6 separate regions of the Mus musculus genome follow, and regions 1, 2, 3, 5 and 6 are each linked to region 4. The links are chromatin contacts, called in public Hi-C and promoter capture Hi-C maps. All regions are on one chromosome and are shown on one strand. The core of a region is the stretch at or near the end of the contact, and the rest is flanking DNA. Distances in the headings are between cores, read along the strand shown. Region 1 overlaps Celf2 (CUGBP, Elav-like family member 2). Region 2 has its middle 31 kb from the start of Gm52546. Region 3 overlaps Celf2 (CUGBP, Elav-like family member 2). Region 4 holds the start of A230108P19Rik (RIKEN cDNA A230108P19 gene). Region 5 overlaps Celf2 (CUGBP, Elav-like family member 2). Region 6 overlaps Celf2 (CUGBP, Elav-like family member 2).

Region 1 (4,795 bases), core at 1,858-4,357, 450 kb after region 4:
CAAAAACTCACTAAGAAAGCAATCTTACAACTGTTCAGGGAAGATGCCATTCTTTTAAGGTCTTCTAAACTGTAGAGAGGTGAGTGTATACACAGCATCCCTTATTATGCAGTATTAGATCTGCCCTAGCACCGATGTGATTGGTAAATTTTCTTCCTCAGCAAAAGTCTTTTAAGCTGTGGCTAGCAAGAAAAACAGAATAATGTATAATTTGCTTTCCTAGCAAGTAATTTCAAACTCATGAATGATGAAGCAGATGGAACTCTCCATTCTTATGGCTTCTATACAGTAGAAATGGGTTGTTAAGTATTACTGATTAACTCATTGTGGGCAGAAAATTGCTCTTCATGCCTTAGGATTCATTTATTCTGGCCAGGAATAAAACAAAGGAAAACTGCTTGGAATAACACCAGTTCCACTAATCTCCGTAGTATAGTCTTGGATGAATCAACTCCATGTAGTCCCATTCAAAGATTTACCCAGCAAATTTAAGTACCAATGAGAGCAGAAAATAGTTACTCAGAAAAAAGATCCAGAAACCTCGAGACTCCCTCGTATATCTATTTACTTCTTTTCCTAGGTGGTCGGATTACCTTAATTTCTTTTTGAACATCTGGGGGAAAATGTCACCAATGAGTCTTTGGTGCCATAGTAGATTTGCTTCTTTTTAGTTGTCAGATGAATGTGTGTAGCAATTCAGCAATTGCGAAAGGTACATCTTTATGTATATTCAGACTTGCCTCATGTTTACTATGAGAGAGACCCAGGAATACAGCTCTAGTGACACTCAGTCCTATCAAAAAGTACCTCTGAAATCTTACTATATGTATGACCTATAACTTAATTTAACTTCTGAAAAGTGTGTCCTGTATACACAATGATATTTCATCCTATAGACAAGAAGCACTGTGAAATGAGTGTCACATAAAATGAAGAAACACAAAACAATCTATCTGTGTGTATGTGTGATAAGAACTAGGGGTTCACTTATTCATAGGTCTCAAGTGAGCCCGAGAGCCTCATTTCTTACCCAGTCTTAAATGCTGTTACTGCTGACAGTTTGCAGAGCACACCTTGAACTAGCAAGATCATGTTATACTTGGAGGAAGACAATCAGCAATGAGAGCCCACTGAGGTGAAGCCTGATGAATCACAGGAAGGGATGGAGAAACTGCCTATTAAAAAGAACTGGCTCCTCAGTTGGATCTAAAAATCACTAAAAATGGGATGAAATCATAGCATCTCTGTTTTTACTGTACATTGTATCTGCTTACCTTTACATGCATTGGGGCATGCTCTAGTAGTCACCATTGTTAAATTGACAGGATCTAGAATAAGCTAGGAGCCAAACAACTGGGGATGTCTGTGGGAGCCGCATGACTGGGTTTGTGGTGGGAAGGTCCATACTAAGTGTTGAGGGTACCACTCAAGGGGTGGGATGCTGCACTTAGGAGGAAGGGAGCTGAGCATCAGCACTCTCCTCTCCCTGTCCCAGCTGTGGATGCAGTGTGACCAGCTGCCTCATACTCTTGCTGTCATCCTTCTCCTGCACAATGTACTGTATTCTTGAACTGTGAGCCCAAATAAACCTTTCCGTCCTCAAATTGCTTTTATTAGGAATTTGGTCTCAACAAGGAGGTAATTAATATACCCGTTAACCTGTCAAGGTACATCGATTGAAAGCTACAGTATTTAACTGACCTCATTCTTCTTCAAAGCTAAAGTCACAAAGGTAAGAGTGACTGAGACTTCTTATTGTGAGTATACTACAATGTCCATCATATTCCTGATCTCCAAAATGTGCCTAAATGTCTTCAGCTAAATGTTCCTAACCCTGCAGTTACCATGGATTTCAGGAACAGCAGATCCTCACAGGACAAACCCTACGCAATTACGATGGTAGAGCTGCGCCTTAAGCATGAATAATCATCTGAGCAACAACTTGTCCCTTCAAGAACTAAGGAGTTTCTGGAAGCCCCCTACAGAACCAGGGCCGAGAGGGGCCAAGACAATTTAGTTATGCACATCTCTAACCCTCTGCCAGAAGCTCTCTATGAGACTGGGCTGTTACACGTTTCTCTTCTCAAAGAATTCTCATTAAGTCTCCAGTGTCTGCTTCTCACTATAGTATCACTCGTCTCTTTAACTGCCATGGTTGGTAGACTATTGAGCTTGCTGGGGCCAGGCTCTGCCTTTAAACCTCAGTGACAGAAAAAGGTCAACGCTATGTTTGTTCATCAATGCCCAGTCCTTGGAGCTGATGCTGTCTACTTGAACTGGCAGTCTGAAACTTACCCAACACTGGAACCCTTTGGGAAGCTTTAAAAACATGGATGCTCGGCTCCTATCTACAAAAGAGTCTTATTTATTCTACCCATGGTAAAGCTTTGCATATATAATTTAAAAATATTTCCAAGATTCCCAAAGTCTTACCTTACAGATGAAATTGGGAATCACTGCTCTAGTTGCAGTTACAGACAGAGTTGAGTATTATGGGTTGCTTTCATTTTCTTCTTTAATTTGTTTTAAACTCATCTGCCTCATGATCATTTTAGATAAATTGCCAGAGAGATGCTGCTGCTGCTGCTGCTGAGTTCTTTAGGTTTTACTCAGAAATAAAAATGAACAAACAAAACACCAACGGCCTGAATGAATACACTGGTAATTTGGACTCTGAATTTCTGAGTCTCTAAACACTGTGTCTGGCATAACTTCACAGGCAGACGATGAGGACATGACCTGCTTTGTTGCCCTTTTTGAGCAATACTTGGTTGTTATATTAGCACACTCTCAGCTGACCTTTCGGGTTCCAGGTTCTTCATCTATAATGTAGGGAGGCTGGCTAATATAAGCTCCTACACTGTGACTATCATTAGATTTAGCCTACTTTCTCTACTCCATATATTTTTTTCTTCCTCTGTTGGCCCACATAAGAAAGTGAAACAAAGAGAAACCTATTTTAATTAGCTATAAGATTTGCTGAGATTTTGACTTTTATTTTCTGCATAGATACTTAATTTTGGTTAACGACCTAGGAAGGTTTCACATTGGGACAACTGTGACTCAGAAATGACTTAAAGACACTTTAAGACAGATTCCTGAGCAAGTGATTCAGTGGTACTTGGGAGGACTTTTTTGAGGAGCTGTGGTCATAGTTACTTTCTATGAGCTACACACACACACACACACACACACACACACACACACCACACCCAAACAAACAAAATCCCCCAAATTAATCAAAATCCAGACAAGAGTTCATGTACCTACTTAAATGATAGCTTATAAATAATAGTTCCTAAGTCATATCCTGGCAATGAGTTAGAAAGACAGGAGCTAAACCTCAATTAAATGACAGTTGTTTTCTAGGTTATACAGTAAGCGGTAGTCTGAGGTTTCGCTTTCCATAGTTAAATAAAGCCCTGAAAAATTACATGGGAATTTCCAGAAGTAACTTGTAAGTTTTAAATACCATGTCATTCTGAGCTTCATGCTGAAACGTTTGTCTGGAATACCGATATTATACTCTATGCATTTAAAAGTATGTTTGCAAGAAAGAGCTATAAACAGGGTTCAGTACTATAAGGTTTCAGGTCTAAGCTGGGGGTAATGGAACCTATCATCTAGGATAAGTATACTTTTTACTTGCATCTAGTTGGACAAGGTCATAAAAGATATTCATTTGATGATTTTGTTATTTGAAATTATTTATTAGGTATAATCACTTTAGCTTTCTTAATCTTTTTTTTTTAAATATTTTTTATTACGTATTTTCCTCAATTACATTTCCAATGCTATCCCAAAAGTCCCCCATACCCTCCCCCCCACTTCCCTACCCACCCACTCCCACTTTTTGGCCCTGGCGTTCCCCTGTACTGAGGCATATAAAGTTTGCCCGTCCAATGGGCCTCTCTTTCTAGTGATGGCCGACTAGGCCATCTTTTGATACATATGCAGCTAGAGTCAAGAGCTCCGGGGTACTGGTTAGTGCATAATGTTGCACCTACAGGGTTGCAGATCTCTTTAGCTCCTTGGATACTTTCTCTAGCTCCTCCATTGGGGGCACTCTTAATCTTAACAGATGTCTGGTTGAAAAGGCAACCAGAAACAGAAAATAAATCATCAGTATTTTATTATCTATATGTTATCAGATATAGGTTTGTAGGTAGTTAGTAGGTAGGCAGATAAGATAGCACTCTTGGCCCTGTACCCGGGACAGTAAAGACAAGCACTATTATTTTAAAACCTTTTTTCTTTATTTTCTTTAGCTTCATTTTTTATTTTATATGTACTGGTATTCTGCATGCATATGTATCTACATACTACATGTGTGCAGTGCCTATGCAGGACAGAAGAGGATTGTGGATCATGTGGAATTGCAGTTATAGATAACTGTGTCCTGCCATGTCAGTGCTGGAAACCGAACCTGGGTTCTCTGGTAGAGAGACCAATGCTCTTTACGGTTGAACCATTCCTCCAGGGTCCAACTATAACTTTTATCGATGGAATATTTAGTATTATTTTATTAAATTATTTAAAATTTGAAAGCCACTGAAAAACAGAAATTGCATACACAAATATATATAGAAGCAACATCTGATAAAAACGTGCTTATGCTGAGGTTCTGCAACTACATCTCTGCTCTACATCCAGCAAATAAAATATATGAAATGGCAGTAATTTATTTACAATTTCACAATTCCTATGACTTGCTGATACAACCTCTGTATGGTGGACATCACAGACTACTTTGCACAAAGTATCTTACATCATTCCTTGGTACGCACTTAAAAAG
Region 2 (4,343 bases), core at 372-2,871, 320 kb after region 4:
GGAAATCCATAGGCTAAATGAGAGTCTCCAGTCTGTGATCCAGTTCTAGACCGGCCCCTACCGTGCTGTGTGACCTTGAGCAAGTGCTTCGGCTCTTCTTAATATCCATTTCCTCAAGGGATTCAGCTCCCAGCTGTAAGGGCGTGATTCGGATGACTCGATCAAAATAAGTTCAAATGTACAGTTGGTGTTGCTATGATTCCCACTTAGTACAGAAAGAACACAAATCACGCAAACGTTCACTGATTTGTCAAGGAACCCACAACCAGTAAGTACAGAGTCAAGACTGAATGAATCTGAGGTCTATCTAGGGTCACACACAGGATTTTGCACCTTGGAGTGTGATGGTTTATTTCCATGGTCAGCTTGGTGGGGTTAGGAAATGCCTGTGGCATTAATGCAGTACACTTTGGGTTGTTTCTAAGGAAGCTAGGATGGTACCTGAATGTGGCATCATCCCACAGTCTGGGTTTGAGTCTGATTAAAGGGGAAGCGAGCCCCACCATCTGGAGACCAGAGCTCATTCCGTACTGCTTGCTGATCCGCCCACCTGTGAGCAGGCAGCCTCCTGCTTCTACTGCCCTGCCTGCTGTGCTCTCTGGTCTGCTCCCTGCATGACTCCAGATAGAGGAAAATCCTTCTAAAGCCCCACAGTTGGGCTCCTCATCTCTAAAGTGAGGCAGTTGGACCAGTCCTGTGGCCATACCCTACAAACACTTAGTGAGGAGCTTTGAGAAAACAGATTCTCAGCCCTACCCTAGACCAGCTGTCCTAAAGAGGGCTGGCCCTGGGTGTTCACAGCTCTTGGCTAACTCTAACATATACATGGCTGATAGCCATGGGCAGCCCAGGTGACACCTAAGGTCACTTTCTACCCTAATATCTTTGCTGTCATAATCTATTTGGGTGGGTTTTTTTTTAATCATTCCAGAATCAGATTTATTCCAGATACAATACAGCCTCAGATGATAACGTTAACTACAGGTGAGGGTGGGGGCCAGGCTCTGGACTGGGAAGGTCGTTTTTTAAGCCTGGCCTAGTGCAAGCGTGCTCTCTCTGTAAACACAGACAACAGGATGTCCCTTTCTTAACCCATTTTCTTATCTGGTACACCGAGCATTGTCACCTCTGCAGAGCCTGGCAGGCCACATGTCCAGGCAGGGAGCTTAGAAATGGTGTCTCTCTTCATAGATGTTCCATTCCCAACTTTATTAGCATGTTGTAGCCCCATTTATTTATTTTGGTTGCTATGAATTAAAATTCTCCTTAAAATTAAAAAACATGTAATCCATGATACTCTATGAAGAAAGTGTACCCTCCCTGAAGTAGTCTGTCCCTTGTTTCCAACCAAGATGGCTGATCCCAGTGGAGTCTAGGGTTTGTATTGACAGAAAAGCACAAGCAGGGCTACTAGGGTCCCAAGGACTGATGGAGGCTCCATATTAAGCATTGAGCAGCCTTGGGGATTTGAGACATCCTTGACTGTCTAAAACCTCTGTTTGCTTTCTGTAAATTGGCCTGGTATGTCCTAACTCATGGAGGTTTTGTGAGAAGACACAGAGGGATGTTTGAACATGGCCTGGAGGCAAGGCTCAAAGAGGCAGTGGCTCTGTACATGACTTACATGTGAGTCACGAAGGCCCCTGAAAACTGTGATATTACATGACCTAGAGCACTCTCAGGAAGAGCTTAGACTGGGAATCACTGGTTACAGTTTCCATCCAACACAAGGAGCAAGTCTTAATCTTTGAACAGTGGAGTGAGGCTACCAGATAAAGCATGGCTAGTGGCTGAATGTCAGAGAAGCTTGTGTTATTCACGTCTGCATAACACAAACCCCTGACAGGAGCAACCTGAGGAAAGAGAAGTGTATTTTGACTCGTTTCAGGTTTTTGTCCACTGTGTTGGGGTTCATGGCAGAGGGAATTTGTGGTCGAGGTTGCCTCCATTATGGTAAACCAGGGAGCAGAGAGAGCTAAGATGAAGTTAGAGGTGAGTATAGCCATCAAAAATCTGCCCTAGCGACCCACTATCTCTTAGGGGTTCTACAACCTCCAGGAACAGTGTCTCCAGTGGGGAGACAAACACTTAAATCATGTGTCTGCGAAGGACAATTCAGATGCAAACCATACACTCTCCAAATTTGTATGTTAAGATCTGTACTAGCTAGTTTTGTGTCAACTTGACACAAGCTGGAGTTATCACAGAGAAAGGAGCTTCAGTTGAGGAAATGCCTCCATGAGATCCAGCTGTAAGGCATTTTCTCAATTAGTGATCAAAGGGGAAGGGTTCCTTGTGGGTGGTGCCATCCCTGGGCTGGGAGTCCTGGGTTCTATATGAAAGCAAGCTGAGCAAGCCAAGGGAAGCAAGCCAGTAAATAACATCCCTCCATGGCCTCTGCATCAGCTCCTGCTCTTTGACCTGCTTGAGATCCAGTCCTGACTTCCTTTGGTGATGAACAGCAATGTGGAAGTGTAAGCTGAATAAACCCTTTCCTCCCCAACTTGTTTCTTGATCATGATGTTTGTGCAGGAATAGAAACCCCGACTAAGACAAATTGGTACCAGCATAGTGGGGTGTTCCTGTGACAACCTGACCATGTTTTGGGAGGACTGTGGAAGGACTTTGGAACTTTGGGCTAGAAGATCCATTCAGTGCTAAGAGCTCTGTGGGATGTTGTGTAGGAGCTTGGAAGATAATGTTGAAAACAGTGAAGAAGATGGAGGCCTGGCTTGTGAAATTTCAGAGGGAAAATTAAAGACTTTTTAGGGCCATTGCTATTTTGATTTGGAAGATTCTGTGGTTCTGGTTAGCTGGGGCTGAAGAATCAGCTGTGATTAACAAGATACCAGAACTACTAAAGTGAAACCTTTGCATTACTGAGACTATTGATGCTGGTTAGCTGGAGCTAAAAAATTAGTGGTGATTAAGAAGAGACCAGCACCATTGAGGTGACATCTTCTGGGAAGTGTTTTCTTAAAGCACAAAGAGGCTGTGTTCCAGAGATAGCCAAGGTTGTACTCCTGCTGCAGCGGGACTTGGTAATGTTTAAGGGTTACCCAGGTGGTGCTGGTTTTGAAGGCATGAAGGGGTCACACAGAGCAGCTGAGGCTCAGCACTGTGAGAGGCCATAGAAGGCCATTGGTGAAGGTGCAGCCTCAGTTGCAATTAATGGCCCAGGACTGAAGGTGTCATGCAATGTTTTGGAGAAGCCAGTACCATGAGATGACCACCAAGAACAGCAGCAGCAGTGGAGTACAGGCATCTGGAGCCTAGAGGACAAGCTGTGTGCTACAAAGGGCATGGCTGGAGAAGTGACCCAAGCCCTTGGAGGAACCCAGAAGATCGTGAGTTGGATCCCAGACATTGGATGGTTAGAGATTGATTTTTGCTTTTGATTGTGACTGTGTCCTGATATTTTTTCCTCTTGAAGGAAGAGAGTATTTTAGTGGAGCCCACAGTTAAGAGACTTTGAATTTTAAAAGATATTGGACATTTTAAAGGGATCGAACTTTTAATATGTAAAGACTGTGGGACTTTTAAAGTTATTTAGATATTGGGGATGAATAAGAAAGTAAGAGTTGAGGCTTACTAGTGATGTGTTTGTGTGTCAAGTTGACAAGGGGTCAATTGTACTGGCTAGTTTTGTGTCAACTTGACACAAGCTGGAGTTATCACAGAGAAAGGAGCTTCAGTTGAGGAAATGCCTCCATGAGATCCAGCTGTAAGGCATTTTCTCAATTAGTGATCAAAGGGGAAGGGTTCCTTGTGGGTGGTGCCATCCCTGGGCTGGGAGTCCTGGGTTCTATATGAAAGCAAGCTGAGCAAGCCAAGGGAAGCAAGCCAGTAAATAACATCCCTCCATGGCCTCTGCATCAGCTCCTGCTCTTTGACCTGCTTGAGATCCAGTCCTGACTTCCTTTGGTGATGAACAGCAATGTGGAAGTGTAAGCTGAATAAACCCTTTCCTCCCCAACTTGTTTCTTGATCATGATGTTTGTACAGGAATAGAAACCCTAAGACAAGATCCTAACGCAAAAGACAGTAGCATTTAGAGACAGGACCTTTGGGGGATGATTAGTCATGAGGGTGGGGCCTTCATGTTGGATTGGTGCCCTTGAGAAAAAGACTCAGAATCTCTCTCACATAACGTGAATGACGGTGGCTGATGGACTGAGCCTGCCAGCACCTTGAGGCACACTGCTCATTTATGGGGATAGAAAATGCTGGGTTTTAATTTCTAAAGGCCTGGTTATAGTGGGTGTCCTAGTTAGGATTTTATGGCTGTGAACAGACATCATGACCAAGGACAACGTTTAATTGGGGTTGGATTATAGGTTCAG
Region 3 (4,359 bases), core at 1,314-3,813, 500 kb after region 4:
AGAGTTCCACAGCCACCCAGGTGTAAGAGAGGAGTAGGCCTCAGAGGTATTGAGGCCTTAGTGCCACTTCTCATAGACGAGTCTAATCACAGATGCCTTTAGACTAGAGATTCCTTTCCTGTGAGAAACGAGGGTACTAAAGCTTAGTCTGTCTTCTCTCTGGGCCAGAATGGTGTGAAAATGCCCCAGTTGCAGGTGGATTCCCTTCAAATGTAAGGTTTTATTAACTGAGCATCCAAACTCTCTAGGCAGAAAACCTATGGTAATAGTGGAAGCTCAGCAGTTTTCAACAGGTTTCTTCACATGCTTCATTTTTGTCCTCCTGAGAAGGGGTCGACAATTCTCCTGTGCTTCCCAGGGCTACTGCTGGGTGACTGCTCTAAATGCTCTCAATTACATGCCCACAGACAGATGATAATACACAGGTGCCAACTAATGAAAGTATTCGAATTATGAATCCAAACTATAGGCAATATAAATGATAAAATCATCCTCGAGGGACTATTTTTTTCCCTGTGAGCTGTTCTTTCATCCGAGATATGAACAAAGGCAGCGTATAAAGACTATATTGCAATGTTCAAGAAAGAGTATTAGCACTTCGTGTGACACCATTTGTGAATGAAGACGTTCAAAAAGCCATTATGCTTTCCACTTGGGTTAATCATAGGCTGTTCTCCACCCTCGCTTTGGCACTGCTGTGATGGAAAGCAGTGTGGATCAAGGTACCAGAAGATAAGCGGCGAGCAGGACACCTATGCCAATCATGGAAACACTGCTAGGCTGGTGATCAGTGCCCAGCTGCCATCCCTTCCCTCCTTCTTCAGGAAGCATGCAGCTTAGGTGTCCAGGTCTGCCAACAGAGCTTGGTTTATGGTACAAGATGATGATAAGTTAATTTCTGTTATTCCAGTCAGATCCCACCTAAACTTTAGCACAACTTATTTCTTCTCTGTCTTTCTATTAGTGACACTCCTTTCTACAGGTATTGCTTTTGGGACAGATAGGTGTGGCAGCTTACCTATGATAACTAGTGAATAAAATACTGAAGGATAAAAAATGGAACCTAGCCAAGGTTTACGGAGTTCATGACTTATAGTGAAGTTAAAAAAGTAGGAGTCAGCAAATACCAAACTGTACTCATTGTCTTCTGGATGACCCACTGTACACAAAGTCTTCTCCATGACGGCTCGTGTGTTTCTGCTATCTACTGCACAAAAAAATGAGCCAAAGTCAATGACTACCCCCAGGAAGCACTTTAGGGGATATTCTAGGAAAAGGACAGTAAAAGCACCCTCTGTGGCATTAGTTTGTTTTAACAGAAAGAAATACTGTGGCATCTAGAAGCAGATAAGATGTGAGCTTGAGTTCACAGTTGAATACTGACAATGATACCATAGATCTCTGTTTCTAAAAGGGTACTTCAAAAGCTTACCTGTGCAAGGAATGGCTCTATTATTCCTATTATAATGAACTGGCACTAATACCATAGGATGCTTAAAAAAGGCTCATTAAAAATTTAATCCTGAGTATGGGCTAGTCAAGTACAAGTTTACTTCCATGCCTTTGAGACTATAGTTTATCAAAGAGCAATCAGTGTATCTTGATAATCCAGATGGATTTAGAAATTATAGAGGTTAGCTACTTCCCATGAAACAGACAGCACTTAAAAATAGAGTTGAGTTCTCTATTGTCTGAGACCACTGTCTCCTTCTTCCATATTCAGAAGCTCAATTCACACATTGAGAAACTCCTAAATGTCTGTTACAATTTATTACCTGCTGTTACAATAAAATAGCTGATATATTAACATGCACTGATCTTTACTAATAATAATGGTGAGCCTATTAGGAGTCTTCTTAAAGACCGGGTTATCTTCTCTGTATGTAGTTTGCTTTACTATTCTTAACATTCAGTGGTAATATTTTGGTCCTACATGTTTTAAGACACTGGCAGACAAAGGACTGATTTCTTCTACTGGGTGAGATCAATGTACACTCACAAACCTGTATTTTGGTTATTGAGCAAAACTAAATTTTCCAAATCTACTTTTCCCCTAAAAATGGAAACCCAATAAAATTTTATTTCTAACAACTTAGTAAACAAAACAAAAAACCCAAATGAAAATTATAAAACAAAAAAAGTACCAAAGTGAATATTTTAAGACCAAGAGTTCATGAAATTAAGTCCTGATACATGAGATTCCTAGCTATGAGCACTATGTGACCTGTGAGAATCTTAGTTCTTGCTTATAAGCGAGATGGTTAGTGTTCCTCCAAAGCTTCTGAAGACTCACTCTTTGTCTAGTTCTAAATGAAAGACATGTTTTAGAATTTGTTGGGAATAAACCCCATTAACAAAACATTTCAGAAAATTAACGTCTGGAAAGTTTACATTCTTCTAGTTGACTACACGATTATTTTCCTACAGTGAAACCTACTGAGGATCCCCAAGAGGTCTCATCTATTATACTAAAAAAAAAGACCCAGGAGCCAGGGTTGACTCACTCCATTTCCTCCCTCTTACACATGACATAAACAGGAATCCTTGGCTGATGACTGCATTAGCTTAGACAGAATTGGAGGAACAGTAGCATACAGAACTCACCATTAACTCATCTATCTCCTGTTGTAGAGAGCCTTTTTAGTTAGCGCAGTTTGTGGTGAAATTTTCCTCTGTACTCATTTAAATATAACTGCTGCACTTATCTTGACTCTGTGAAACTTTTGAGTTGTCCTCGTCACATGGTGTGAGTTCCTACACACACAGAGCTGTTAATACTGAAACTATCTCATCCATTAACCCTACTCCACCCCCACCCAGACTTATATCTGGCATCTTTCTCTCTGAAGGAGCTCTTAAAGGTTTTCCAACCAAGAAGAAATTACAGCCTGCTAGTAACTGGGGGTAGAGGAATAGTTCTTAAAAGCCTCCTTCTTTCTACCAGGGACAGGAATATCTCCTACAGAGCTATTCCTGGAAGCCATGGAAAGGCTGAGGATTGGTGGCTGTCTGCTTTCAAGCCTGTGAAACTGAGCTGGTGAATTCTCACTAAATATGAACTGAGGTAACAATGGTAGGGAAAAGAAGTCATCAATGATTATAATACCTTTGTGAGAAGAGGAATGGAACATGTAGTGACAGCCACATCAAACTAAATACAGTCAAGCACCCATTTCTCATTTTTAGTACTTTGAGAATTTTGTACAATGCTTTTCATCATATTCACTCTCTCCCAATGGAGTCCTCCAAGATCTAGTCCTTTCTCTCTCCTCACCCTATTTTGTGTTCTCTTCCCTTCCTTGTTCTCTCTCCCTCTCCCCATGGACCCTCCCTCCCCCATCAAGTGTGTGCTGTTTATAGTCTGTATCTTCTTAGATGTTTCATTTAGGAGTTGTTTCACTTGTGGGTAGTCAACCAATCAGGGGCCATGGATTGCTGACTCTTCTTTAGCAGTTATGAACTGGCAATAATACCTGAGTTGCATGTAATGTCGTATCCAACTTCCCTTTCTATACTAGACTGTTGTCTGGCCTGAGCTGGCACAGGCCTTGTATAAGCTGTCTCAACTGCTGTGAATCTACATGTACAACTGCCCTAGTATGTCCAGAAAACACTGTTCTTTTGTAGCCAAGCATTCCTTTCTCTACCTATTACTGCTCAACTCTAGCTGTAAATTAGAATCACCTGAAAACCTTCAGATGCACCTGAGTCCTTCTGTAGAGGAAATAAATCAGAATCTATGAAGGTCAATGCCAGGGTCTTTGTTTTAAACTCCTCTAGGTGATTCTAAAGTACAGGAAGTTTTGAAACCTTCTGCCTCACACATCTAATTTGCATTTCATATTAAATTTGTGATGAGCAATCTGTGAGAGGGTGGGCCACACAACTGCAGGCCACAGGGTGGGATGATACTGCCTTGGTCCATCTCAAGGTCCTTGACTCCTTTTCAACTGTTAGGTTATGACAGCTGGTCATGGGGCAGAGGTTACGAGGGAGGTGAAAGAGTAAAGTACTGATTTCCATGGAAAGCAGCTCTTGTACAATCTAGGACAAGGTAGCAATTGACAGCTCAGCCTCCCCTCAAATGGTCAGTTCCATAGTGGCACATTTTTGTCAGAAGGGTGCTAGTACATGAGAAATGGCTTCCCGGGACTCTAAAGCATCTGTGCTTCTCGAGGGCATCTAATCACTTCTAGAGTGAAGGGAGGGGAGTTGCTGCTGCTTCCCAGTGACTGCATTGCTTTCTCCAACTCCCAACCTCACAGGGTCAAAGCCAGACAGGAATTCTAGAGGCAGGTTTCCTCAGCACCACTTGCTGGAGTGGGTGCGATTACACTGGAGAAGCCGCATCTCAGGTGT
Region 4 (4,752 bases), core at 2,009-4,508:
GCAGCCCCTCTGACAGGGACCACCATGGATCCCTCTGGGAAAGGCTCAAAACCTCCTACGAATGGTACGGGGGGCCATTTTCCACAGGAACACAAGTCCATGGGTGCTACTTCCTCAGCAGGATCCCCAAAGAGTAGTTTCTATTCTAGGGACATGAAGAGACTTAAATGTCTTCAGGGCCCAGATGCAGAGCCTGGCGTGACCGTGATGCTCAAGTAGGCAGGATAAGGCAAGGAGGGGAACTGCTGCCCTCTCAGGCCCTTTCCCCGATGCTAAGCTTGCAGGAAGATGGGGTGCAAGTTCTCCCCTCCCCTGGATTCTACAGCTTGCCTGCCACAGGGTGAACCCCATTTAATGACCCTAAAACGTCAGCATCTACAGCTTCAAGCCTATGTGGACAAGAGGGGTGCACAGGGACAGAGAGCAAGGGTGCTTCCTCTCCATCTCTGCAGATCCTGGTGGCCATTCTCAGACACCAAGTGTGTTCTCACTCCAGGGTCCACGCACTCGTTTCCCCCTCTGCCTGGAATGTTTTTCCCTCAAGGCTTCCTGTTTGTCACCTTTTCAAGGAGGCCCTCCACTGCTGCCATCTTAAAATTCTCATTTTCGGTTACACGGTCACCCTTTATGCATTTCCCCATTCAGTATACTGTACAGTATACATGCTTATGTGTTGGTTGCATTTGCTAGCATGTAACTCCCACAAGGGAGGGGGTGTGGGTGCACGTCCTGTTCTTTATCCCCAGCACTAAGAGACTTCCTTGCACAATGCAGACAACCTTCCTTAAAGGAATGAATGAGCCTAGGAAGGCAAGCAGAGTGCAGCACAAAGCACCTTACAGCTGCCAACCCAGGATGAAAGGTGCAGTCTTTCCATCCGCCCTTCTCTTGGTACCACATGCTGGTGAGAGAAGCCTTTCCTGTCTGGCTCCCTTGAGAACCTTGTTCTGGGATCTCTGCTTTGCCTCTGGGCTGCAGTCAGGTTCAGATCGCTACATTCCCTACCTCATACAAAACAGCACAACAGACACCACAGTGACCCTGCACATGTCCCAGAAGTCTTAGCTGCTGAGGCAAAGAACCAAGAGAACAGAGAAAAAGCTGGTGGAAGGCAGGGGGCTGGCTGCTGATGCACTGGGATGGACACAAGGTGGGGAGAAGAGGACTCAGGGCCTCGTAGGGATTACAACACAAGGGTGGAAGAGGTTAGCCTAGAGCACTCTGGCATGTTGCTCTTCTCCACATGTTTGAGGATAAAATATTAGACCAGAAGAAGGATACATTTCCCCACTAAGCCTCTGTGTCTACAATCCTGGATTCTCTCCCTTCATCCCAGAAGACCAAGAAAGAATTCATGAGATCAATACCTCATGCTCAAGGATGACGTGTGCGGAACAAGATCAAAGGCCAGAAGACATTCTACCCCTGCCTTTGGGATCCTAAGCCATCCTGCCAAGCTCATCCCCTCTCTAGGCTTCAGTTTCCCTTTCTGCCTACTGGAGCCACATGTTTTTACAGCATGAGGTTAGAGGGTGACATTCAGTAAGGAAAAGGCAGGTTGTTTTCCCAGCTAATCAGCACAGTCATATCTTAGTATCTACGTTTTTACACTGTGAGTTTACAGGATCTTCAGATGAACTAGAAGAAAAGATACCTTCACCTCTATGCTAATGGCCCCATACTGCCATTCAGGGCGGCACCTCTTTGGTCACCCTAAGAAGTTGGTAAGTCAGTAGTTCTTTACTCTAGGGGGACATTCATTCAAAATGACAATTAAGATTTGAGGCTGTGACTTAACCTGGTTGTCAGACAATCTTCTAGAAAGGAGAGGTTTGGAGACAGACACCAGAGTCAAACCAACTGACCCTTCAGAGTCTGATCCGTCCTCTGGACAGACGAATGGGTACCTGCATTCTCCACGCCCTGGTGATTATTCCAGATAACAGATTAATCCGAGATAACGGAATTCTCGGTAGATGCCAGTGAGTGGAGTGACTAATATTAACATCCTCACTCCTACTGGATACTTCTGTGACTCTGACACTGGCTTCAAGGCTTCACAGCACCTGAGCGGATCAGCAAAGCAGAGGGGACCACACAGATGTGATGGCTGTGTGCTGCAGCATCCTGGGGCCTCTCTGCTTATCTTTTGGGTGGGCCCCATGCCTTGGTTTATCCAGACTGTAAGAACAAAAGGCCATAAACTGTGTGGCTGAGAAGCAGGAAGATCTCATGCTCTGGAGGTTGGGAAGCCCAGGTTCAAGGCATCAGCAGATTTAGTGTCCAGGGAGAAAGCTGACTCCAGGTTCAGAGACTGATGTATCACTGTGTCCTCACATGGGACCTGACACCCCTTTCCCACAGACTCTAGTCCCATCATGAGGTTCTACTCTTGACCCAACATCACATCCCAAGGCCCCACCTCCAACAGCTGTCACTTTGATGATTGCACTGCAACATATGAACTCAGGGAACAACACATTCAGGCTGTAGTAATGGTGTCTGTCTTCTTGAGACTGTGGACTGCAGCTTGAGGAGATGCAGGGAGAAAGAGGAATGAGTGGGGGAGGGTTGGATACGGTGCACACCCACCAGGTGTGCACAGGTTACACACACCAGATCACTGCCCTCATCTCGCCGGGAAACTAGGAAAAGTTGCTAGCATGCATGGGTGCTTTTAAGCTGCATTTTCTAAATTATGTTAGGCATGCAACTCACTGTTAAATAGTCGATATGAGTCATGTCCGAGTCTCTGTGGGAGTTGTGGTATGGGTGAGGATCGAACTCTGAGTTAGACTTGTGGGAGATAAGGGTGTGCAAACACACAGCCAGGTGGGTAGGTAAGCGGAAGCAAGGATTTTCCCCGTGGTGAAGGGACTGGTGTTGGAAGGAGACTCGAGTCCTTTCTAGCTTTCCTGGAATACTTACTGATATACTTATGGGACGCCTGATGTGCTGGCTCTTAGCTGTGCATGGCCAGCCCGGCCTCGGGAAGAGAACATCTGGAGGCAGGGCTTTTATATAGCACAATGAAGATGCATGGTTGAATTCAAGGGAACGACTTTAAAAATAAGATGAATAATCATGCCTTGACACAGTATGCTCAACTCCATGGCTTTTGCCCAGTAGAAGAACTGCAGTCTTTAACTTTCCAGCACAGCAGAACATTTTCCTAGAGTGCCCAGCAGAGGGAAGTAGAGTCCAACACATGTTGTCCTAACACCTAAGTAGGAAAGGACTGAGACGTCCATCCAGGCCAGTTTGCAAAAGCACCTGCCTGCTTCTCTGCGGATAAACACAGGGACCTATTATCACCAGCAGATGCAATGGTACGTTCACAGTGTGTGCTTGAGTTCACTCTTCTTCTGGGGGGCCAGAATATGAAGAGAAACTATAATTCTGAGTGTGTGTGTGTGTGCGCGCGCGCGCGCGCGCTCATAAGTGTGCATGCACATATTGGACTGGGTGCACGTGTGCACGTGTATTTAGAGGTCAGAAGTCAACCTTGGGTGGTGTTTGCCAGGAGCTGTCTACCTTGTTTTTTGAAAGGCATCTACAGGATGTCTTTCAGTGGGTAGAAGTTGCTGATTACTTAGACTGGCTGGTCCCAGAGCTTCGGGGATCCTCCCGTTTTGGCCTCCTCAGCTCTGAGATGACAAGTGTGCACCGCGAGGCCTGGCTTTGATGAGTGTGCTCTGCAGATGGAACTCAGGGCCTCCTGCTTGTGCAGCTGGAATTTGCTGATGGAGCTGCCTTCCCCACCCCCAGGACAGACTGTTGTCGTTTGAGAAGGCCTGCTTCCTGACAAAACGTTCTTTGGCAGGGAAAAAGCGATTCTGGTTCTCACGATGCCCTTGCCCCTTCATCTGTCACACTGTGCAGATTACGCAATGTGGTTCCGAGAACTGGGCTTCCATGGAATTCAAGGGATATTTTGGTTACATTTCTCCTCTTTCTTTTCAAAAACAATTGTAAAGTTTGACAGTCTGAAGTTTCTAGGAATTCTGATAAGCCTTAATTTAGAAGGCTTGCTATTTTTTACCCTGTCAATAGGACTTAAATGCCTTTACCATGGAACCTTCCAGCAAGTCATGTGTTGGAAAGAGGATGAACCAGTATAGCAACTTCTTGCTATGAAAGGCTTCATGGTTTCATCTGCAGTTACAAGACAGTCCTTGAGTATCACAGGAGATTTGTAATCTATTTTGACTTGAAGTCCAGGCAATGATATAAGAAATATTCACTAAACATGGCTGCACTTAAGGCAAATATCTATCTAAAATAATAAGCAAGCACCTCCCCTTTGAAAGATGCTTGAGCAAACCCTCACCTCTTGCAGCTTGTAGCCCACTTCCAGCCTGGTGTCCGCATACTGGTTTGTAGTAAACTGCAGTATCTTCATAGGTGCACCCGTTTCTGCCAAAACTAACCAGGAGGACCTGGGGAAGGGCAAAATTCTCCCAGGCACCCCTTGGCTCTACTGCTGTTTTCCCTTCAGGTCTCACTTCTTTCTTGCCTCAGGCCTGTGAGCCACTGTTAAGTTTGGCAGTTGTTTCAAGACCAGATAGCCTGTTCTCCTTGCTCGCTGCATATATAGGTTTGCGCCTTCGTTTCCAGATTTCCCACTGAGAACAGGATGTCTTCCTCCCAGAACAGACACTGTGGTTTTCCGCTTCATGGATGCCCACTGAACGCTATTCTGTGAGGTTTTGGACGGAAGACAGCTTTACAAGGGGAAACAGACTTGATTGT
Region 5 (4,610 bases), core at 500-2,999, 350 kb after region 4:
ACTGTTTCTCAGAAGGGCCTTACAACCAGCTGCTTCCATTCATAGTTTTCTAGTATTGTATTCAGTTTTACAGCTCCTCTGGCTTAACTGTTAGAAAATTGAGGAGTATCCCTGGGTAGAAAACTTCCCTGAAAGGATGAAAAAAATCACTTAAAAGAGATCTGCAGTAGAACCAAGGTGGATTTGAACCATTTACAGGCATATCCTGCCATTGAGGACTCAGTGCCTAAGGACTCAGAGGGAAGTTTCTTCCTGCATATTTGGGGCTCACAAGCACAATTATTCTTCCTCATTATCACTTCTGTCTTAGGCCTCCCAAAGTGGTTCCTGACTTTTGCTATGAGGCTTTTAATTTCTATCATCCTCAACCCATTCCAGTCAGACCTCTTTCTCTATGAATTTCCTGGGTTATTTCCCATCTAACAAAGAATGCTTTGCTATCATCCCAGTCAAATCATTGGCCACATTCCTGCATCCATCCTGTCTGCCCTCTGACCCATCCTCTTTCCCTGCCTCCATGATCACCAGGCTCTGTATGAGGCACTGATACAGGGAGGATAAGAGCTGGTCCCTTCCCTTAGAGAGCATGCATCTTGCCGGGAGACAGGCACGCACATGTGCTCAGTACCTGGTGACTAGCAGATGCTGTGCTGTATTACCAAGTTTTACAGGGAGATGAAGGAGGCTCCACGTGTAGTGAAAAGCTGCTGTCAGTTACTCTGTGGCCAAGCAGTAACTTATGTGTGCTTTGACTAACAAAATTGGCTTTCTAAATGAAACATGACATGGTGCTCAGTAAAACAACAGAAACAGAGCATTTTTGGTTAATTAGGATGACATAGCGCGCACTCCACTCAGCTCTCTCTGTACTTCTGAGACCCACCTTTGCTCTCCCCAGCACGATCACACACAAACCTAGCCTGGTTGTTGCTAAAGATATCAATTTGCCTTGGAAAGGTCTAGAATCTGCAAGTCCCTGAGAGGCAGACCTACAGGTGACCTTGTCTTTTCCGTGTTGGCTACAAACTGGAAGAGCTGGGAGGAGCTTGGTGTGAGAATAATGTGTTAATTTGCTGTCTCAGGTCCTAAGCAGCCTGCTGGCTTCATGGGGACAGTTGTCACCTTTGGACAATTTCTTAGGAAGGGGAAATATCTGTTCTAGGACTTGGTAGTACAGTCTTTTCAGATGAAAAGACTGTAGATTCTAGCCAGCCATGACTGAGTTACCCATGAAACCCAGGGAGAGCCTTGAGAGGCTCTAGGCATGCCTGAGAGGACAGCAAGCAGAGTGCCAAGCTTTGACTGTGCTGCTATTTATTCATTCATTGAGTCTTACTGAACAGTTATGTTGAAATCCAACTGTTTTGAGTGTGCTCACATATACTAGGTAGTTTCACCTTGTTATGTTAATGGTGAAATTAAAACACACACAGGCTACAACAGTAATTAGTGAGAGAGCTGGCATTCAAACTGGGCTCTCCAGCAAATCCACACTTGGAGATCCTTATGTGGGACTTAAGCTAAGGTGACTCATTACAGGACACAGTGCCTGTGTGTGTTCTGTTTATAGACACACATTTTTGTCTTAAACATATCCCTCTGAAGCATCAAGGAGAAGCTGATACCAGGCTGGTTTAGTGACCATCAGTAAGGCTAAAGAAAATGTCATTGTTCCCCATGAAGCAGCTCCTGGCACTGATCAACTCAGAGACAACTGTTGCACCCTGAATTCCCAGGCCTGGAACACTCCAGACTCCGGGTTGCTGACCTACTGAGAGGGGAATGTGCTAGCTTGCATGTCTCTTGTGCTGCTGAGGCTTACAGCTCTCCTGCCTATGGCCTTGGACATGGTCTTAAAAGAATGGCCAGCTCTTAATGGCTGAGCCCAGATCCAGCACACCAATGTTTTCAATGTTACCTCTTTTAGACAGCACGGTGCCACCAAGGGGAGGTTATCAAGCCCCTCCCTTGATTTGACAACATGTACCTGACCCTGGCCTCTGACAACAAGCATTCAGTTTTGGGGTGTGTTACAGGTTTAGAAATTGGAAATTTGAGGTGGGAAGAGACAGAGAATGGAAGAAGAGTTTCTGTTCCCCATAAAGGGTAAGATCTGTTTCATAAAGGATTAGATAGATGCCTGTGCCATTGTGCAGGCAGATATTTAGTTTTTCTTAGACTCATATGCAAGAAAGTGAAACAAATTTAACTTAAAATGCTCCAAGGTGGAGAGATCCAATAGAAATGCCATTTTTTTCAAACTGCAAGCCTGTAGAAAAAGTCAAAATCCTCTCAAAGGGCCAAGCAGCAGGCCTTCCTGGAAAGCCTGCAAACTCAGGCCTGCTCCCTCTCGCAAGGAGTGACTTTGAAATCTTACCATCTCACCCAGAATGATCAAACGCTTGCTCTGCTGTTCCTCATTCTGTCGTCCAGAATAGAACTGCTCATGTCCTCCACAGAAAATGGCTTTAGTGTCACCTCATCTGACCCACACGCTGCCATTAGTGGCCTGCATCCCTCTATTGTCCCTTTCTTCAGAGCCCAAGGAGATTACACATTCAGAAGGCAGTGGGCTTTCTAGGCTAGGATGCAGATAGGTACTTTCTAGTGGTCTTGGGAGGTGAAAGGATTGTGTTTTTTTGTTTGTTTGTTTTGCTTTGTTGCACACAGCACTTGGCTAGAGTTTAGCCACAGCCACCAAAAAGACAGGTCTCCAGGCCCTTGCTAAAATGTACTCAGAAGAACTTCCCCCTTCACTTTTTTTGTTTCCAAAGTCCATTTATTGAATATTAATTCATAAAGACAATGCTATAATTTTAATGAAAAATATCCTATATCATTGAAGACTTAAATGAACAATACCCCTTAAAGACACTGCTTTGAGAAAGAATCACATTCACTTTGCACACAAATCCTTTCTTAAGCTTTATTTAAGAAATCGAGTACTATATAGTTCAATATATATAAGACACATCCAGTATTGTGTTCCTGATAGCAAGTGCATAGATTTTGTTAAGATACCATTTTCACTCGATAGAAACGGTTCATGGTCACATGAAGGTAATATCTCCAGTGAATTTGCCCAAGCATGAGAGGAAAAAAAAACAGAACACAGCAAAAATAGTGAACTACAACAGAATGAAAAACAAAACCAGTGAATTAGTAGAACAGTCGATTCCTGATAAGTGAATAAGCTGATTGTCTGGCCACAGTGTTTTATTCACTTATCAGGAACGATGCATGGTCCGCTTGTGTTCACTGCATTGCCTAGCCTGCTAGCTACGAGCCTGCAGATCACACCCCATTGCTTCGGCCTGGCAGGCATATGGCTTCCATCAGCCAGTGAATGCTGACAGTTGTCTGGCTTCTCATGGTGGCCTGTGCATGGGCAGACCTGCTCACAACCATGGTGGGAGTTACACAAAAAATAAACGCTGAGTGTGAATTTAAGCAGCGGCTGACTTTATAGTCACAAGTGCTTACAGGACCGAGCCTTTGTGTCTTCGGTAGAAAAGCCCAGTTTGTCTTTCAGTGCGCGAACATCATGCCCTGTGCTGAATGGTGGTCATATTAGGATTTCAAAAAGAAACACATCTTGGAACAAATTTTACCATCCTCTTTCCCAGGCCTTCCCTCCCTGATGCCGCCCATTCCTCCAGAAAAGAAAAAGAAACCACACTTTGGTCTTCCCTCACTAGTGAAGCAGTGGCCTTTCAGAGGCAACTGAGCAAGCAGGCCCCGCCCTGAGAAAGCCAGCACAGGTGTCACTAGGAATCAGCTTTTGTCAGAGTAGGAGCAGGGCTCGGAACCTCATGCCCAGTGAGAGGTTTGGCCTAGGGAAAGAGCCACCTTTCTTCTGTTTGGTAGGCCCATGGTTGTTGACCTGACTGAAGAAAGGGGCCTGAGGGGCCAGCTGAAACCAGAGGGTGGGCAGCCAGAGCTTTCGCTGACACCAGCTCAGGTGTCCTGGCACGGGCGAGAAGAGAAGGGAGCAGATAGCCATGGGAAATACTCTTTGAGGGCAGCCAGACTCCTGAGCAAGTAGACAGTAGAGCGGGGAGGGCTTGTCACAGCATGGGCAGTGGGGCAGTTCTTCTCTGATCAGGGGTTGGGTACAGTGAGAGCACATCTCCTTCCTATCCTGTGTCTACTGCGGTGGGGGGGGGGGAGGGGGAGGGGGGACGACAATGGACCTATGGCATTCTGAGCTCCCCTTTGTAAACAGACAGCAAGGACTTGAGCAGAATTCTCCCCACCTCCCTCATTGAATACCTGGAAGTCTTCCCACTTCTGTGAGTGGTAATAATTGAAGCTACTCCTGGATTAAATTGATGAGCGAATAGAAATGCACTTCTATACATACCCATTGATCAGTGCAGCACACACCTAAGCTTAATGGTTTTTAGCTGCCCGCTGTTGGCCAGCTGGCTTTATTTTACCTCTCCCTGAGGGTGTGCCTCTTTTATAAGGGCTTTCTAACCCTCTCTAACCCTGACTGTAGTCATGAGACTTCGTACCTGAAGGTAGATGAAGAAGCCCTGGGTCTACTGCTTCTGTCCCTCTTAAGGTTTATAGGAGAGACTTCACGGATGTTAGGAACTGTGGATAGG
Region 6 (4,582 bases), core at 1,175-3,674, 400 kb after region 4:
GGAAATCTGAGAGCATCCTGTGCTTTCTTCTTTATATATGTGTCTCCCTCCTGCCAGTCCAGCCTTTCCATTTGTCCTCTCTGTCCTGGTCCTCACCTAGGGCTCTTTTGCCTTTTCTTCCTTCTGCTGTAGTTCCCATTTACTTGACTAAACTGTATCTCATAAGACTTTAGAAGGAGCAGGGAGAAAGAGAAGGGACAAATGTACAACATAAAATTTCAAAAGAAAATATGGCTGGGAACAGAACTTCCCTGTTCCTAATGGTTACTGCAGTGGTCTTGTTAGCCTCCAATACAATCTAAGACAACTAAAGCTGTCCAGTGAGTCATCTGGCCTTTATGACCTAATGCAAGTCCTGTTTGGTGGAAATGTCAGGTCTTAAACTCAGTACCTGAAACTCAGGGTAATCTTGCTTAGGACTAAGTGGACCAGGGACCATTTCAAACCCTGTGCTCCATCATCTTTCTGAATCAGTGTTTCATTTCTTAATTTCATCTCTTTATACCCATCTTCCCCTCTTCTTCTACTCATCTCAGACAAAACAGATAACTGGCTATAGTTGCCTCAGTGAACTGATGGGTCACTATGGCTCTTTCTCAAAACTAAAGCCTTTATCCTTTCTCCCACGTAGCTCAAAGTCCACTGATGGGGTTCAGGCAGTCCAGGAACCTCCTAAGCTTTATGGAAAAAAAAGTGTGCTTGTTATGTGTGAAACTTTCTTTTTCTGTAAAGGATCCCAGAAAGTTGTATATAACCTTGGACTTACCAAGATAACTGAAAAAGACCAAAGTTCTGGGGGAAAAAATTGAATGAAATTTCTACAGATGGGGCAGTAAATTATATGATATGAGAAACCAAGAAGAAACTGGAACTAAGGAATAGTAGGAAAAGAAAAGGATCCTCTTTTTCAGTGTAAACACACACACACACACACACACACACACACACACACAGACTCACACACACACAGACTCACACACACACACACACACACACACACACACACACACACACACACACAGAAGCCAGAGAGCCTGTGCTCATGTTCCCACAGGTATAGCTGAATAGTGGACTCAACAGAGATTGAAGCTAGGCAGTGCCACAGCCCTGAGGCCTGAGAGAAGCTCCCTTCATCTTCCTGTGGCTGTGTTACCAGCTGAACAGGAGGATGCTTGGTAGGTGAGCACAGGGCACAGTGCCTTCTCCCTCGACCCAGTCTGACACAGGTCAGACGCCTCTTCTGGCCATCCCTCTCTGTGGCCGTCGCACATCAGTCTGCGGTCTAAAAGCTCCCGACATCTTGTATTCGGTTTATAACGGGTGTGATCCTAGGTGATTAGAAGGAGCTTGGGAAACTTACTGGGCATGGTACTTTTCAACCCTTCACTGACAACAGCACAGCCCTGGTGACAGGTCTGGGCTCTTTCTGCCACAAGCTGGTACCTGGCCAGGGCGTTCTCACTCAAAATGAGACACGTCGTCATTATGAGTCCTCTAGGGTCAGAGGTCGGAGAGAAGGTAAGGGTTCCATGTAAGGAAAGCAGGCGCTGCCCACCCTCACCAGACTCCCCGAGCAGAGATTAACTTAGCTTTACCTTAGCTGCCTTCAGCTGCTCCCACCCACAGGTGTTCTCTGGAACTGGAGGATCTCTCCTCCCTCTACTGACTCTGTCTGACTTTCCCTGGGCTCCACAGGCAGTCTTGGCTTCCAGTCATTTGGAATCCACACTTGTGGTTTCTTTCACTCCTTCCTGTGGTGAGGAGTGCTCCCTGCCTTTCCTTCTTTCTCAGCCCCTGCCTGCAGTAGGCTCTTCTCCCACCTCCACTCAGACTTTCTCTTTCGCCATGAAAGGGCACCAGACTGGAAGGCGCCTGTCATCCTTCTTAGAAGCTGGCTCCTGCTTGGCAAACAGCTTTTCTGAGAAGAAAAATGGCCACATTTAACTTGTGCTCAGCTGGGCACCTCTCAAACCCAGGGCAGAAAGGTAACTAAACATGCGAAACACTTAAGTTTTAGGAAACCTAAAAGTGAGTCACTATGATGACAACAAAAGAAAAAATGTGGGAGTAAGGAGATTTACGTTTTCAGTCATTACTTAAGAAGGAAAAAATCCTCCAAAATGAGAAAATTATGTACAAAACAGATGCACAAAATTCCTACTTGAAATTTAAGATTAAAAAAATTATTTATAAGGAGAAGGGCATCAAAATTTAATTTAATGTTCACCTTAGGTAATTTTGTGTCTTATTGTTCATAGCAATTACCATAAATCTGCATATCAATAAGTGAGAACAGATGTCAGTTGTTACAAGTGCTTGCCAATCAGGTCTGTTAAAAAGTGACAGATGGGTGGTTACAGAGCTCTCTCATAAGGCCTATTAGCACATTCACAGGAAGTGTCTGTGCTGTGGACTGCTGGAGACTCAGGGAAGAACGCAGGGCCTCTGTGGGCCATGAGCACACTTCATGCTGGGAGCTGCTCCAACTGGAGCTTCTCTGACTGCCCAGACACTGGTTTTGCAAACCCTCTTCTCTATTTGTGAAAGACACTCTCAGACAATCTTCTCAGAGACTGTTTTTAATTCACAAAAGAAGCATCTTGTTGTCTTAAGCAACTGTTTCAATTAATAATTTATTATTACTTTCAAAATTTGGAGCAGATATTTAGAAGGCAATTAGTCAACTTAACCAAATTCAAACTCCAGCAGTTGCACTATTCCTCAGTAGCTAATTCCTCTTCACCTACAGCTTCAGCTCCTAATGATTTCTTAGGAATGTTTGATTCTGGGGATAGGATGTAGTTCAGCTGGTAGAGTGCTTGTCTGTCCTAAGCAAAGCCCTGGGTTCTGCATCCAGCACCACAGAAACTGGTTGTGGTAGTACATACCTATAATCCTAGGATTTCAGAGGGTTGAAGCAGGAGGGCCACGAGTTCAAGGTCATTTTTGGTCAAATACTGAGTTGGAGGCTAGCCTGGGTAAGGCCCTGTCTTTTAAAATAAAAAAAAATGGCTGGAGAGATGGCTCAGTGGTTAAGAGCACAGGCTGCTCTTCCAGAGGACCTGGGTTCAATTCCCAGCACCCAGGTGGCAGTTCACAACAGTCTGTAACTCTAGTTCCAAGGGATCTGACACCCTCACATAGACACACATGCAGGCAAACCATCAATGGTCATAAAACAAAAACCCTTCTTGTTCTAGAAAATATTCTTGTTTGACATACGCAGTAAATTGGAAACACTTTCCAGAATGAAAGGAGGCAGTTTCTTGTTTTCTCTGAGCAGCTAGTTCTTTAGTAGCTGTGGGGCTCTACTTTCAGCTGGGATTTGTGATTTGCCATTAGGCCATCTGGGTAGGTACATCACTGGAGTTTGAGGTTATACAAACATACCTGACCTGGCTGGGTCACACTGCAGACAGAGCAGGTTTTGGACCAGGTTAACTGGGCTTGAAATACGGATCCATATCCAGCTCAGTGATTTGTATTAAGTTTGCTGGCCCTTCTCACCCCTTTTCAAATGGCATGCTAAAAGTCACATAATCATAAAGTGGTTTGGGGAGGTTTGTATCCTAATTCATACCAGTCCATTTAATGGTGCTGGCTGTGGTCTCAACATAACATTTAACCTTTTTTGATTGCAGCATACTAAAGAGGTGATTTTGCCTTTTATACTCTTGGAACTGTGATTTTCTAAGGATCTAAGTTAAATGCAAATGTGAAGTGTTCCTCTTTTCTCATTAAACAATCTTCTAAGGTGCTGCTACCGTAGCCATGCAGAAGTTAAAGACCAAAGGCTACCTGGTCCTTGTTCTTTCTCCTTCACCTCAGGTATGCACTCTTAGGAAGATGCAGATCCCACACTTGCCAAATCTCAAAAATTCATTGAACAAACACTAGAGGTGAGTAGAATATCAATATGCTGTGTTAAAAGTTTTAAAAGGGAAAGTCAAATCAATGAAAAGAAGGCTCTTTCCCCTCACCTTCACAGAAGCAGAGTGAGTACACATAAAGGAGTTTAGCTGATGAAGAGTTGATTCTAAATCCATTTCTGCTATAAAACTCCTTATTTAGTAAAGGTTCTGTTTATAGAAATAATAAAAAATTTGTAGTTTCAAGGGAAAATGGTTAAGACTTTTCGAAGAAAACATATGGCTGATGTATAGTTACAGTATAAAGTATATAGCTCATCATACTATATACACTGAAGACAGAAGCCAAATGCATCTGGTTTGGGGAAAGAGCTTGGTTATATGAAATCACCCTTCAGAATGAACATTGTAAGGCCATTAGGAGAGACATACCATACCAAAGACAACATGATGGGGTCTTGAAGGGAGAGAGCCTTCTTATTAAAACCTGCTGTAGCTTCATTAGGAGAAGAGCTTGAAGATGGAAGGAGGGGACAGCCACCATATGCAGCATGATTTTTAGTTAAGGAAAGCCTTCAGATGCTCTGAACAACAAACGGGGTTTTCTGATTTCTATAGATTTTTCAGGAGGTGGTGGAAGTCCGACATCACGTGATTTAGTATAGCTTAGTGTAAGTGCCAAGATTCAGGCATTATTAAGTAGTACTTTAAAC

Evidence for each region. Promoter capture Hi-C pulls out the DNA fragments that hold promoters and counts their contacts. Hi-C and Micro-C count contacts between places; a contact is called where the count stands out from the background.
Region 1: a promoter capture Hi-C map of liver shows a contact between it and region 4, with 2.0 times the contacts expected there. The contact joins the enhancer-like site here to the promoter of A230108P19Rik in region 4. A contact is called at or near these places in 9 of 39 promoter capture datasets (the C10 cell line, the HPC-7 cell line, embryonic stem cells and 5 more) and 1 of 9 other capture datasets (embryonic stem cells).
Region 2: a contact with region 4 is called in a promoter capture Hi-C map of trophoblast stem cells, with 3 times the contacts expected there. The contact joins the enhancer-like site here to the promoter of A230108P19Rik in region 4. A contact is called at or near these places in 8 of 39 promoter capture datasets (the HPC-7 cell line, HPC-7-derived erythroid cells, cranial neural crest and 5 more) and 2 of 9 other capture datasets (adipose tissue and liver).
Region 3: a promoter capture Hi-C map of the HPC-7 cell line shows a contact between it and region 4, with 2.9 times the contacts expected there. The contact joins the enhancer-like site here to the promoter of A230108P19Rik in region 4. A contact is called at or near these places in 11 of 39 promoter capture datasets (the C10 cell line, the HPC-7 cell line, cranial neural crest and 8 more) and 1 of 115 datasets of contacts at active chromatin or transcription factors (bone marrow-derived macrophages).
Region 5: a contact with region 4 is called in a Hi-C map of cortical neurons, with 3 times the contacts expected there. The contact joins the enhancer-like site here to the promoter of A230108P19Rik in region 4. A contact is called at or near these places in 9 of 39 promoter capture datasets (the C10 cell line, cranial neural crest, embryonic stem cells and 5 more), 3 of 484 Hi-C or Micro-C datasets (cortical neurons and growing oocytes) and 1 of 9 other capture datasets (adipose tissue).
Region 6: a contact with region 4 is called in a promoter capture Hi-C map of hippocampal neurons, with 2.5 times the contacts expected there. The contact joins the enhancer-like site here to the promoter of A230108P19Rik in region 4. A contact is called at or near these places in 11 of 39 promoter capture datasets (the C10 cell line, embryonic stem cells, hematopoietic stem and progenitor cells and 7 more), 1 of 484 Hi-C or Micro-C datasets (the G1E-ER4 cell line) and 1 of 9 other capture datasets (adipose tissue).

Annotation. Positions count from the first base shown.
Region 1 is chr2:6,643,789-6,648,583 of GRCm38.p6, forward strand. The region is part of intron 3 of Celf2 (CUGBP, Elav-like family member 2); the gene reads right to left. Among named protein-coding and RNA genes, the nearest start is that of Gm52546, 170 kb to the left of the region's middle. Within about 2 kb of position 3,108, at least 8 of the 459 cell types and tissues checked have an H3K27ac peak or open chromatin away from gene starts, as enhancers often do. A contact at or near this core is called in liver, where this site is marked.
Region 2 is chr2:6,506,745-6,511,087 of GRCm38.p6, forward strand. No RefSeq gene overlaps it. Among named protein-coding and RNA genes, the nearest start is that of Gm52546, 31 kb to the left of the region's middle. Within about 2 kb of position 1,622, at least 13 of the 459 cell types and tissues checked have an H3K27ac peak or open chromatin away from gene starts, as enhancers often do. A contact at or near this core is called in trophoblast stem cells, where this site is marked.
Region 3 is chr2:6,693,033-6,697,391 of GRCm38.p6, forward strand. The region is part of intron 2 of Celf2 (CUGBP, Elav-like family member 2); the gene reads right to left. Among named protein-coding and RNA genes, the nearest start is that of Celf2, 190 kb to the right of the region's middle. Within about 2 kb of position 2,564, at least 52 of the 459 cell types and tissues checked have an H3K27ac peak or open chromatin away from gene starts, as enhancers often do. A contact at or near this core is called in the HPC-7 cell line, bone marrow-derived macrophages, hematopoietic stem and progenitor cells and 1 more, where this site is marked.
Region 4 is chr2:6,189,993-6,194,744 of GRCm38.p6, forward strand. A230108P19Rik (RIKEN cDNA A230108P19 gene) reads left to right here and starts at 3,259. Exons shown (of 7, transcript NR_040333.1): 1 at 3,259-3,329. The region is part of intron 4 of Echdc3 (enoyl Coenzyme A hydratase domain containing 3); the gene reads right to left.
Region 5 is chr2:6,536,937-6,541,546 of GRCm38.p6, forward strand. It overlaps Celf2 (CUGBP, Elav-like family member 2), which reads right to left. Exons shown (of 14, transcript NM_001110228.1): 14 at 2,758-4,610. Among named protein-coding and RNA genes, the nearest start is that of Gm52546, 61 kb to the left of the region's middle. Within about 2 kb of position 1,750, at least 10 of the 459 cell types and tissues checked have an H3K27ac peak or open chromatin away from gene starts, as enhancers often do. A contact at or near this core is called in cortical neurons, where this site is marked.
Region 6 is chr2:6,592,532-6,597,113 of GRCm38.p6, forward strand. The region is part of intron 8 of Celf2 (CUGBP, Elav-like family member 2); the gene reads right to left. Among named protein-coding and RNA genes, the nearest start is that of Gm52546, 120 kb to the left of the region's middle. Within about 2 kb of position 2,425, at least 94 of the 459 cell types and tissues checked have an H3K27ac peak or open chromatin away from gene starts, as enhancers often do. A contact at or near this core is called in adipose tissue, hippocampal neurons, second pharyngeal arch cranial neural crest and 1 more, where this site is marked.